Regions from separate parts of the Mus musculus genome. Here regions 1 and 3 are each linked to region 2. A link is a contact called in public promoter capture Hi-C data. All regions are on one chromosome and are shown on one strand. The core of a region is the stretch at or near the end of the contact, and the rest is flanking DNA. Distances in the headings are between cores, read along the strand shown. Region 1 overlaps Il2ra (interleukin 2 receptor, alpha chain). Region 2 overlaps Rbm17 (RNA binding motif protein 17). Region 3 overlaps Pfkfb3 (6-phosphofructo-2-kinase/fructose-2,6-biphosphatase 3).

Region 1 (3,804 bases), core at 1,097-3,596, 91 kb after region 2:
CAACAGGCAGGTGCAACCCATTCTCCTCCTCCTCTCAGATTTCCATGCAGATGACAGCATTGCTGATTGTTGGCAGGCTCGCTGCTTGGGAGCATAAGAATTCAACTCCTATAGACTCAATTCAACTCAAAACCATGTGCTGGGAATATCTGCCATCTAAGCACCACCCACAGAGGAAACACATCGAATAGACAAGGGCCTCTGCCCTTACAAATTGCTCCTATTTTCTCTTAAGCACATGCCAATGGACTTCAAGCAAAACCATTGATAAAAATTTGCCTTTTACAGCACAGAGTTCTAAAATGGTAACCCCACACACTTATTCACTACTTAATGTGGTGTGGATGTGTGGGCTCTGTGTCTACATACAGTTTCCCAGATGGAATGATAATACTTAAATTAAGCCATAATGTCAAGAAGAAAGAGGCTTACTAGTGTTAGAGCCGGGGTTTCAGAGATCAGTGAGCCTTAAGAAGACCCTAATAGTCTTATGATAAAGTTATAACCTTACAAAGAACATTATTACATCATGTATAGTCCATCTGAACCCACAGCTGAGTGAACCAGCGAATAGGAAGATGTTCCTTGATTACCAAAGAAACTAAGACACAGAGCCTTGAAACGGCCCAGCTACAGTCACATCACAGAGGGAAAGCAAAACCTCTAGTCCCCCTTTCTTCTGAGACCTTATTTTTAGCTACTTAAGAACTAGTCACAGCATCCAGTATTGGGGTGGGGGGATAAAGTCCAATCTAGAAGCATTATTGCAATGTGATGCTTTCATTTCCCTTTCTTTCCCAGCTCTGTCCTGGAATAGTGTTTTTCAAATACATTTAATGTTTTCTCTGCTCTCCTGGTATCTGGTGCCAACCTCGACAGTTACTGAAAGGTCTCTGTTGGTGGGGTGTCAATATTTGTTCTTACTCAAAAGACAATCAGATGAACTTGGCATGGTTGTACATGTCTGTAATCAAGCATCTGGGAGCAGAGGCAGGAAGATGAGAAGTTCAAAGCTGTCCTGAATTGTATGATAACCTCTTCAGCCCCAAATAATGAGGGACGGAGAGAGAGGGGAAAAGGAAGGGAGGGTGAGGGAGGGGGAGGGAGAGAGAGGGAGAAAGAGAGAGAGAAAGAGAGAGCGAGAACAAGTTGCTTCTAGCTGAGGGATGTTTTTTTTTTTTTTTTTTTTTTTTTCTTGTGATATTTTTTTTTTCCATTTTTTATTAGGTATTTAACTCATTTACATTTCCAATGCTATACCAAAAGTCCCCCATATTTACCCACCCCCACTCCCCTGCCCACCCACTCCCCCTTTTTGGCCCTGGTATTCCCCTGTACTGGGGCATATAAAGTTTGCAAGTCCAATGGGCCTCTCTTTCCAGTGATGGCCGACTAGGCCATCTTTTGATATATATGCAGCTAGAGTCAAGAGCTCCGGGGTACTGGTTAGCTCATAATGTTGTTCCACCTATAGGGTTGCAGATCCCTTTAGCTCCTTGGCTACTTTCTCTAGCTCCTCCATTGGGAGCCCTATGATCCATCCATTAGCTGACTGTGAGCATCCACTTCTGTGTTTGCTGGGCCCCGGCATAGTCTCACAAGAGACAGCTACATCTGCGTCCTTTCAATAAAATCTTGCTAGTGTATGCAATGGTGTCAGCGTTTGGATGCTGATTATGGGGTGGATCCCTGGCTATGGCAGTCTCTACATGGTCCATCCTTTCATCTCAGCTCCAAACTCCGTCTCTGTAAGGGATGTTTTATAATTTGTAATAGTTTGGGGTTTACAGAAAAGAAAAATTAAGTTCAAACAGGTTCCATCAACTATAATGTTTCCTGGTCTTAAAATAATTTGTTCTGAGACTAAAACTCAGTCCCAGTGTTGTTACACAAAGTGCAATGTAACAGAAAATGGCTCAGGTCAGGGCCACCCAGCTTCCTGTGGGGGCAGAGAGCTTGAATGTGGTTCTTTTGGGGATTGTTTTGGGTAGTCAGGTGTTTTGAAAATCTGGAAGGTTCTAAACCTACGAGTAATTTATGATTCAGAGTCCGACAGCATATATAGTTCTGTCTGATTAAATGGAAGGCCATTGATAGGGAATTCCAAGATTAATTCAGAATAGGCCACGATCTCTGCGGCCAAAGTTCAGCCAAGCCTGGGTTCCTTCCAGTGAGTGAGAAGTTGCTGGGTGTCGGGGATCTTTAGAAGGGTTGACATGGTCGATGTGGGTCGTGCTTCAGCTGTGGTTTAATCAAAGATCTATTTCTCTGAGATTCTCTCAGTGACTCCCCTCCTCCAGACATTAGCTTTGTCCTTGGTCAGCTCCCCCAAGTCCTAGGCTGAATGCTAACAATTTGTTTGTTCCTCCTCACGTGTTCAGCAGCTGTACTGAGAGGTCCGTCCATCTGCTCCACCCAGCTGCTGTGTCTCAGCAGAGTCTCAGGGTCTTTGCAGCATGGGTCAAATGAAAAGCACATTCCACCTGGGCTCCCGGCAAGCATCCCCTCCGCACCTGCCGCTCCCACTGCCGGTCCACCTTCCTCTGTCTTTCTCACCTCATCACCTATCCGACCCTTGTGGGAGTGACCACCATGTGACTTTTCCTGGGGAGACCTGAACAAACATCTGGTCACTAGATAGAGCAATGACTGCAAACTAAAGAAATGATTCCACCCAAGTATCATGTAATGAACCAATGAATTCACTGGGCTTACTCTTGGGAGCAAGGATAGTTCAAATTCAGCTGCTTCATCAGAAACCCCACCCCAGCTTGGATAAAAACCCTCGTAAGCTGGTTTGCTGGAGGTCCCAGGGGGACCGGCGGACAGCCCCAACAGTTTGAGTCTCCTTCTCTCCCGTCATTGTAACTGCTTATGTAACAGTAAGAGAAGAGGGGCGGTGAGCTGCAGGAGCATCCTGTCATCTGTGGGGTTTGTTTATTTTATTTTTCTGAGTCTTAAAGAGCCGCTCTCCAATTCAGGAAATAGCTGCGCATCCCTGGGTTCCATGCCTTCCTACAATGCCTACATTTCTGACAGCTGGAATCTATCAACACTTGTAGGTTCAGTGAAAGCAAAACAAGTAAATAAGAACCGATGTCCAGTTTTAGCCACCAGAGTTGTTCTGGGTGCAAGAAGTAACCTAGAGGCATTTGCTGTGTCTTCCCAAACTTGCCTTCAAAATTCTCTTCCTCGTCCAGGTCACTGCAGGGAGCCACCTCCTTGGAAACATGAAGATTCCAAGAGAATCTATCATTTCGTGGAAGGACAGAGTGTTCACTACGAGTGTATTCCGGGATACAAGGCTCTACAGAGAGGTCCTGCTATTAGCATCTGCAAGATGAAGTGTGGGAAAACGGGGTGGACTCAGCCCCAGCTCACATGTGTAGATGAAAGAGAACACCACCGATTTCTGGGTAAGTTGTTCCTTTCTTGTGTCCTTCCCATTCTTTCCTCATCTGGACCACACTGCCATGGGATCTGGGAAAGCCACGTGGCCTTCTGGGTCTCACCTTTTAAAACACAGAAAGAACACTCGAAATGCTGAGGTTCCCTTAACTCTACATAGAGATGGTTAAAGGCAGGGAAATGAGGATCTCTCCGGTGCTCCGAACCATACAGGATGCTGTCTCTAGGACAGAGTGCTATCCTGTGTCTATTGAAGCCAGAGCTTCCACAACTTCTGCCCATCACCAAGATATCCTATTGTTCACAAGGGAAAGTTCAGAATCACACCCATGACTCTTCTTTGTACTTATATGTCATTTGTACTGTGTTCCATGGTCATTACAGTCCCCTTAAAGG
Region 2 (3,798 bases), core at 729-3,228:
TCATGGCATGTATGTAAGCATGAGTCCAGCTAGTTCCCAGGAGTCCTCACCCAGCCCAAAGCCCCTTCCTCTGCCACCCCCCCCACACTCTATTCAAAGCCTGGCTCACATGTGACAGTAATAAGGCCTTCTTCATTTGTTTCGGCTGACAGCATTCTCAAGATCTCAGTGCCAATACTCCTAGGTCTACTAATTTTGTATTTCCTGGTTGTTATGTGCTGTCTCTTCATCTGAACATATCCTTGAAAATGCAACACGTTTTTGGTGTCTTAAATGTTCTCAGTACAGAATGGGCTCCATGAGAGGCATGAAATACTTGCAAATGTAAAATGTTTCCATTATACTACTAAATAAACTCTACTTTTGTTTTTACATTTAACACTACCAGACAGCTGGGAGTAGTGATGATGCCTTTAGTCCTGGCACTTAGGAGGCAGAGACAGGAAATCTCCGTGAGCTCAAGGTCAGCCTGCCTACAAAGGAGACCTTGTCCTACAAGCAGAACAAACACAAATCACCCAGTCTAAGTGAAATGTGTTGGCTTTTATAGGGAGACAATGTTACTAGATCAACGCCACTTGTAGAGGGGGACTTATAATCCACCAATTGCAAGAGAAAAATCTCCGTACCTCAAATATCACACATTTCCCAACTTTGCCATATTTTTCACATTCTTCCTTGGTTTCAACTTCCAAGTCTTCATCGACCTCTCCTGCACCAACCATGTTCTATATACAGAGAAGCAAACACAGGCGTAATTTACAAATGTCTGCAGCTTTCAGAAATAACACTTTCTTTCATAAAGGCAAATGTTCTCTCCCCTCTACTCAGCCAGAACTAGAACTTTGCACACACTGGGAAGTGCTCCAACACTGAGTCCCATCCTAGATGTGGGATATGTTCTAATCCCAAAAGACAGAATGGAAAATTCTGCCTCTAAGGTACTAGAGCTGGCATTTCTGCAAACAGAGAGCAAGCTCTGAAAAGTGTTATAACAGTATCTGTGTACCAAAGAGGATGTTTCAGAATTGTCTAACCATTTTAACTAATTAGTCGCTGCAGTCTCATGTAACATTTTACTGAGAGGATAACCTAAAACCCATCTGTAAGGATCTACCCAAAGGTATTATTTGTAAAAGTATCATTTTCAACAATCTTTTCAAAAATGTATTTTTTAAAAAAAATGTATGGGCGTTTTGCTTGAATGTATGTCTGTGTACCATTTGAGTGCCTGGTGCCCTCAAGAGGCCAGAAGAGGGTAGATCCCCGGGAACTGGAGTTATGGACAGCTGTGGACCATCATGTGGTTGCTGGGAAACAAACTCGGGTCCTCTGGAAGAGCATCGCATGCTCTTCCCACTGAGCCATTGCTCCAGCCCATATTCTCAGTATTTTATAGGCTACCAGTGGGACTTTGTGAAAGCCTGTAAAGACAGGTAGACGGGTGACATAGGAGCAAGGACAAGTTTCTTTTACTTCTTACCCTCAGCAAGACCACTTTAGTAGGGCACTTAAGAATTTCAGTTAATGGATTTGAATCCGACTTCTTGGATGCATCTGTATCAAAACATGAGACACTATGATCGTTAGTTTTAATTTTCCTAATCTAGACATGTAAAATCTAGACATAATTAAATCTAGAGGTCTAGAAAGGTCTGTGAGAATGCCTGTGAGACAGTATCTTAGTTATATTTACTGAAATGGGAGGAACCCTGAAGTTTGGGGGCCCAGACCAAACAAGGATGGGAAAAGGAAACCAAGGACTAGTTAGTATGCATTCACTCATCACTCTCTGCTCCCAACTACATGCTACGTGACTAGCTGCTTCATGTTCCTGGTGCCTCGACTGCCCCTTAGTAACAGATTGTAACCTGGATTTGGATCGAGCCAAATAAACACTTCCTCTCATAGTTGCTTTTGTCAGGTTATTTTACCACAGCAACAGGAAATGGAACTGAGGGAACAGGAAGTGTTACTGAGTCCCAGCCCAAGACTAATTCAATCACATGCCAACTTCATCACTGTGTCCTAGAGTCATCTATGCACCAGGCCCTGCCGTAAAAGCATGCTCCTCTTTGCTATATGCATTTATAGTATTATCTGAAAGTTTCTAGCTTTTACCCACCATCTTTTGCTCATTTCACTTCCTGAAGGGCTGGCAGAGCACAGTTTATAATATTTACTGATAATCTTTGTCTTGGAATACCAGTTTAAGGTTGCTGGCAAAGACAATTATCTAGTTACTAGCTACACTGACTTTAGATCCTACTGTAAACTGAGATAAGTCTGTTTTTAACTAGCAGCTAGCAGTGAGGCGACTGGCTGCGGCTGAGGCTGTGCACCAACAGGATTGTCAGTGGACTTGTTACCAGAAGTAAACCAGAACCACATCTATACTGAAAGGAAAAAAGCCTGAGACCCAGGGAAGGCGCGGAGAAAGCAAACACAATCTTTAAGCATTATATCAAGCTCTAAAGATACTTTGCCTAATCAAAGCAGCTGGGAAATTTTGCTCCCACAAACATATTTCATGTCTGCCTTGGTTCTGAAACATAAAGACAAGTCTGAGACTTCTTGGTTTCATAATACAGAAGTGGAAAGCATGTCACAGCAGCAGGAGCAGTCACTGCTCCCCGAGGAGGATGCACCATCCCTCTGGAATGAAGGACCCACACGCTCTGTGAACTTACCCTGAGCCTCGCCCTTCTCTGTCGCATCCCCCACAATGATCTTGCCGCCACGCTTGCTGGTCTTCTCCACAGACAATGCAGTACTCAGCCCTTGCTCGTGTTTCCCCAGTCCCTGACCTTCCCGGAAGCCATACTTCTGCATAATCTTATGAGCCACTGTGCCACTGTGAGGGAAGGAAGAGGATCCTTAGAGCTAACGCCACTGATACCAGAACACACTGGACACACTCTGGCCACAAAGAAAGCATTTGAAAAACCTTTTCCCGTGTTAAGAGCACTAATAGAATTAGATTCTTGGTCTGCTGCTTTCAAGAGGGCAGCAATTTACTCCCGGTGTCAAAGGTCTCAAGGGTGTCCCCGTCGACTCGGCTTTGCACCCAAGCTCAGCTCCCACTAGACCTGCACCTACTTATATTCTGCAGTTCCTTTCAGAGATCCTTTTGAACAAACTATTTCAGGGCAAAGGAAACTCCTACAAAGGCTAAACTATTCTGTATTGGAGCTTTCTTAAGTACAAGTTAAAAATCCAATTCCTGTTTAAATGAAAACCAAACAAAGCGACAATTTTTATGGTGAGCAGGAAGGACTAGACCCAGAAGCTTTCCCTGCCCTCTTCCCCTCCAGTGCAGCGCGGTCAATGACCGGGCACTGTCCTCTAAGACAGTGTGCTGGAACCACACCAACAGATGCAGTCTCCATTAGCAGCTGCTGAGACAGTGTGACTGAAGAAAGAACTCCCATTATTTGAAAAGTCCTCCTGCTGCTCATGAGTCCAGCTGTCTACTCCAGCTTTCTTTAGTACCTCCTGAGGGTTCTCAGAACCTAGACTACAAGCAGCACTCTGTTTAACAGCACGGAACAAAAAAAATAGGGCGATGCCACCTGAGCAGTCTTTCACAGCATCAGAACAGAAATGAAATATAGTGGCACCGCACTCCTGCAATCCTAACATCGTTACTCCAGAGACTGAGGCAGGTGGTCAAAGAATAGTCAGTTTGAGGCCAACCTGCGCTATAAGGAGACAAAAATAAATAAATAGATAGATAGATAGATAATCAAATCCACTAGTCTCATTCAAATGTCAATCTTAAATTTGATTTTTTTTCAC
Region 3 (3,739 bases), core at 745-3,244, 110 kb before region 2:
GGATCAGGGTTGATTTCATAGATCTAATGGTCTAGGACATGAGGTGGCACTCTCAGGTTGGGCTTACAAGCTGGGTCTCCAGATTAGAATCTAATCATAGTTGGGGCAGGAGTGGTGGTGGTGGTGGTGGTGGTGAGTCTAAAGGTGCTCCAGCCAAAAGCACTATTAGATTCTCCAGCTTGTCCATTTCCAAGGTGAATCTAACAGTGTAGGGTGGAGGCAGCAGATGTGAACAGCTTTTCCCAGCAGGAAAATTGCCTTCTGAAGGAAATGCACAGATGCAAACTCACAAGGCTCCAAACCCAAAGGCTCTGCAAGGAGAACCCTTGGTCCCCAAGCAGTCCACAATAGACACGCGAGGGTGAGCACACTGTCCCTTTTTATGCCAGCCTTCTCCTTAGGAAGTGGCAGCAAGGGCGCCCGCAGGAGCTAACCCAGAGACCAGCAGCCACTCATGGTGCCCCTTAGCCTTCAAGAATCTAAAACAGAAGACTGGTACTTGGGCTTTTCCAACAAGCTTGCAGGAGAGAAGAAACCAGCTTTCTGGGGCACAAGGTCTGTTTGAGGCCTGGCTCTACAGCCTGCCAGTGTGTGGGTGTGCAGGCCATTTGACTTTTCTTGTTAAACAGTCTCTTATTGAAGGGGCCAGAGATGCAAAGGATGGCCAATCTCATTCTCTGTGAGTCCCAAATGCCAGCCCCAAGCTTGTCACAGCTGCAGTCAGGTCTGAGGATACAGTGGAGTGGGATCCCCAGCTATAGTTCGTACATGGATGTCTCCACAGACTGTCCCTTGGCAGGACTGACAGGCCAGGACAGCTCCATGACATCAAAATAGGTCCCCATGCTTGGCTACTAGGTTCTGGACTAAATATTGTTTTCAGAACAAAAGGATGCTCCTCTGGTGGAAGAGGTACAAAGCAGGGGTAGTAAGCATTAGATTCATTTACATGAAAATCTGACCCCACAAGGGAACTCTGGCATTACGTCAAGCCCTGCCTGTGACCAATGAAGAAGACACAGCATAGAACCCCAAGAGGGAGTGGGGAGTAGCACCCTGTGTTTGATGGCATTGGAGTGTGCTGAACATGGTGAAATCCAACCTGTATCTCTTTCTGTATCTCTTCTCTACAAACTTTGGGAATTCTGTCTTCCTATCTCCTACTCCTCTGTGGGCAACCTCAGACTGTCTTCCTCCTAGATACTTCAACAGGCAGGAGACCAAATGGGCAAACAAGCAAGCGTTGAGTGCAAGCAATAGAATTATTGAGAAGGAAATACTTACAGACAGGCTTTCCCTAGCAAAGGCTGCAGGGAGACAAGATAAGGAGAGAGAGAGAGAGAGAGAGAGAGAGAGAGAGAGAGAGAGAGAGAGAGAGAGAGAGAGAGAGAGAGAAAGTAAGTTAGGAGGCCAGATGGCAGCTGCTGAGTTGAGTCCCGCACCCCTCCCATGTCTGAACCGGCCAATAGATGCCGACATCTGTGCCTGAGGATCTGGCGATTCTAAAGGGCTGTCCTAACAAAGTCAGAGGCACCTGTGAAGTGTGTGTGTGTGTGTGGGGGGGGGGGGGGCAAGACTGAGCTCTTGCCAGTGACCTCTATGACCAGATCAGTATAGTTCTGGATGTCACCTGGCCCTGGCCCAACCCTTGAGCCTCTGCAACAGAAGACTCCCACAATGCACCAGGATAGAGTGGCATAGAGAAGCCATTTGCTTGGGTGTAGTTAGAACATGCTCAGACCTAAAGGAGTCTTCCCACTGCTCCTGTGTCCATTTCCAATGCTAAAGAGACTGAGCCTGGACATTAAAATCCACATGCCAGGTATAGCAGTGTGCCTGGGAGGAGGGGGAGAATCAGGAGTTCAAAGTTATACTCAACTACACAGTAAATCTAAGGTCAGTCTCTCTGCACCATGAGACACTGTCCTCCACAAAACAAAGCAATCCTATACTCCGGAGGCAGAGCTAGAATGACCATAAGTTAGAGACTATGTACTCTGGACTATAGTACAACTTGACAACTTGAGGCCAAATGGGGAAAAACAACCTACACTCAGGTTAGGACAGAGCTACAATCAAAGCCAAGTCCTTGGGCTCCCAGGGAATCTGTCATCTCACTGAACCTAACCCTTACTTTGTGCCAGACCCAAGTTATACGGACAGCACCTTATCCGAGCCACTTTTTGTAGGGTATATTACTGTCCAATTCCACAGGTTAGGAAACTGAGGCCTGGAGTAGTTAAATGAGCAGTGGAGGCCACAGGGTTCTCTCTGGACCTCATTCTAACCCTTAAGATGTTAACAGGAAGCTCAGGGGCAGCAGAAGAGCTGTCACCACACAGCCAGAACTGCCTAGTATTGATCTGAAATTCATCCAGGCACGGGGCAAGGTCTACTATCTCATGTTGGCAAAGGTCCTCGGCTATCTCTAAAGGACTGGTTTCCTGAAAACAAATTTGGATGCTCAACAGCCAGACTCTTCAGCCTTTGATCTTTCAAGCAAGTGAAAGAGTGAGTCTTGCTGAGTTCTGTTTATTTTTACTCTGATCATCTAACCACTGTGTGAAAAGGTGGCTGTCTTAGCTGCCTGATTCTGTATATGTGTATACGCATACCATGCACACGAGCATCCGTGTATCAAGGTGCAGGTAGACACAAGTACCCCAAAAGTGGAGATAAAAGGACAACCTTAGATGCCAACCTTCAGGAGCCTTCCACCTTTTCTTACTGTGTTGGGATTTCACCATGTGGACCAGGCTAGCTGGCCGAGAGCTTCGAGGATCTACCTGTTTCTGTCTCCCATCTCACCACTGGTGATTTTACAGGCATGAGTCTCTGAACACAATTTATTGCATGGGTTCTCGGGATCTGAACATAAGTCTCCGAAATTGGACAGAAAGAGCTTTAAACTCAGCTGCCTCTCCAGCTCTGGACTGTTTCTAAGGAGGACAGGGCTATGCTGGCTCTGGAGAGGAGTTAGGCTTTTCTGTGTGGCCTCAGCCCTTTTTCTGCCAGAGGTGACAGCAAAGAAGTTAGCAAAAGAGAGGAAAGACAAGACATCAGTCCCCTGGGCTGTACAGACTCCTGGATTGGGAATTGCTGGAGTGTAGACTGCTCTAGTAGTACTCAGAAATGTGCATAGGACAGGGGCATTTTATAATGTCTTTACTCTGCCTGATTCTGCTCAATAAAGAATAAAGGCCACAGCTCGGAAAGGATGCGCACAGTCACTGCTGATGAGGAAAGATTGCAGAGTGAGAACGGTATGTTCTCACTGATGCATGTACATACACTAGACAGCCACAATCCTCATACATCGCACATGCAGCCCACTTGAACACAGGCACTCATCCTTACTTGCAAACACAACACAGAACCCCAGATACGGGCATCCTCTTCCCTCTGCACTCTCCCCTGTAGGCAGTAATTAAAGCAGGATCACTGACTTGTCCGGGCAGCTGCGTGGGCACTTCCGGGGGCAGGCAGCTTGGCAGGGCAGCAGAAGTGGAAGCCACACGCTCCTCAAAGCTGTTGATGCGAGGCTTTTTGGTGGGCTCGGGACTGGCTAGTGGGGTGACACTATTGCGTCTCATGAGCGGGTTAGGTCCCTTCTTTGCATCCTAAGCAGACAAAGACAAAAGAGAGAAGGCGACAGTTACAAGGAGTGGGGAGGTAGGAAGAGAAGCACGCACGCACGCGCAAACGCGCACACACACACACACACACACTCACACACACA

What was found. Capture Hi-C pulls out chosen DNA fragments and counts their contacts.
Region 1: a contact with region 2 is called in a promoter capture Hi-C map of adipose tissue. The contact joins two enhancer-like sites. A contact is called at or near these places in 5 of 484 Hi-C or Micro-C datasets (B cells, bone marrow-derived macrophages, hematopoietic stem cells and 2 more) and 3 of 9 other capture datasets (adipose tissue, liver and pancreatic islet).
Region 3: a promoter capture Hi-C map of liver shows a contact between it and region 2. The contact joins two enhancer-like sites. A contact is called at or near these places in 7 of 39 promoter capture datasets (3T3-L1-derived adipocytes, the C10 cell line, the HPC-7 cell line and 4 more), 8 of 484 Hi-C or Micro-C datasets (ECoMG myeloid progenitors, the P5424 cell line, brown adipocytes and 5 more), 1 of 115 datasets of contacts at active chromatin or transcription factors (microglia) and 3 of 9 other capture datasets (adipose tissue, liver and pancreatic islet).

What each region holds. Positions count from the first base shown.
Region 1 is chr2:11,677,010-11,680,813 of GRCm38.p6, forward strand. Il2ra (interleukin 2 receptor, alpha chain) reads left to right here. Exons shown (of 8, transcript NM_008367.3): 4 at 3,201-3,416. Among named protein-coding and RNA genes, the nearest start is that of Gm39759, 15 kb to the right of the region's middle. Within about 2 kb of position 2,347, at least 7 of the 459 cell types and tissues checked have an H3K27ac peak or open chromatin away from gene starts, as enhancers often do. A contact at or near this core is called in adipose tissue, where this site is marked.
Region 2 is chr2:11,586,238-11,590,035 of GRCm38.p6, forward strand. Rbm17 (RNA binding motif protein 17) reads right to left here. Exons shown (of 12, transcript NM_152824.1): 8 at 2,691-2,854; 9 at 1,484-1,557; 10 at 630-728. Among named protein-coding and RNA genes, the nearest start is that of Rbm17, 15 kb to the right of the region's middle. Within about 2 kb of position 1,979, at least 22 of the 459 cell types and tissues checked have an H3K27ac peak or open chromatin away from gene starts, as enhancers often do. A contact at or near this core is called in adipose tissue and liver, where this site is marked.
Region 3 is chr2:11,476,752-11,480,490 of GRCm38.p6, forward strand. It overlaps Pfkfb3 (6-phosphofructo-2-kinase/fructose-2,6-biphosphatase 3), which reads right to left. Exons shown (of 18, transcript NM_001177753.1): 15 at 3,447-3,620; 16 at 1,285-1,307. Among named protein-coding and RNA genes, the nearest start is that of Gm52500, 23 kb to the right of the region's middle. Within about 2 kb of position 1,995, at least 6 of the 459 cell types and tissues checked have an H3K27ac peak or open chromatin away from gene starts, as enhancers often do. A contact at or near this core is called in liver, where this site is marked.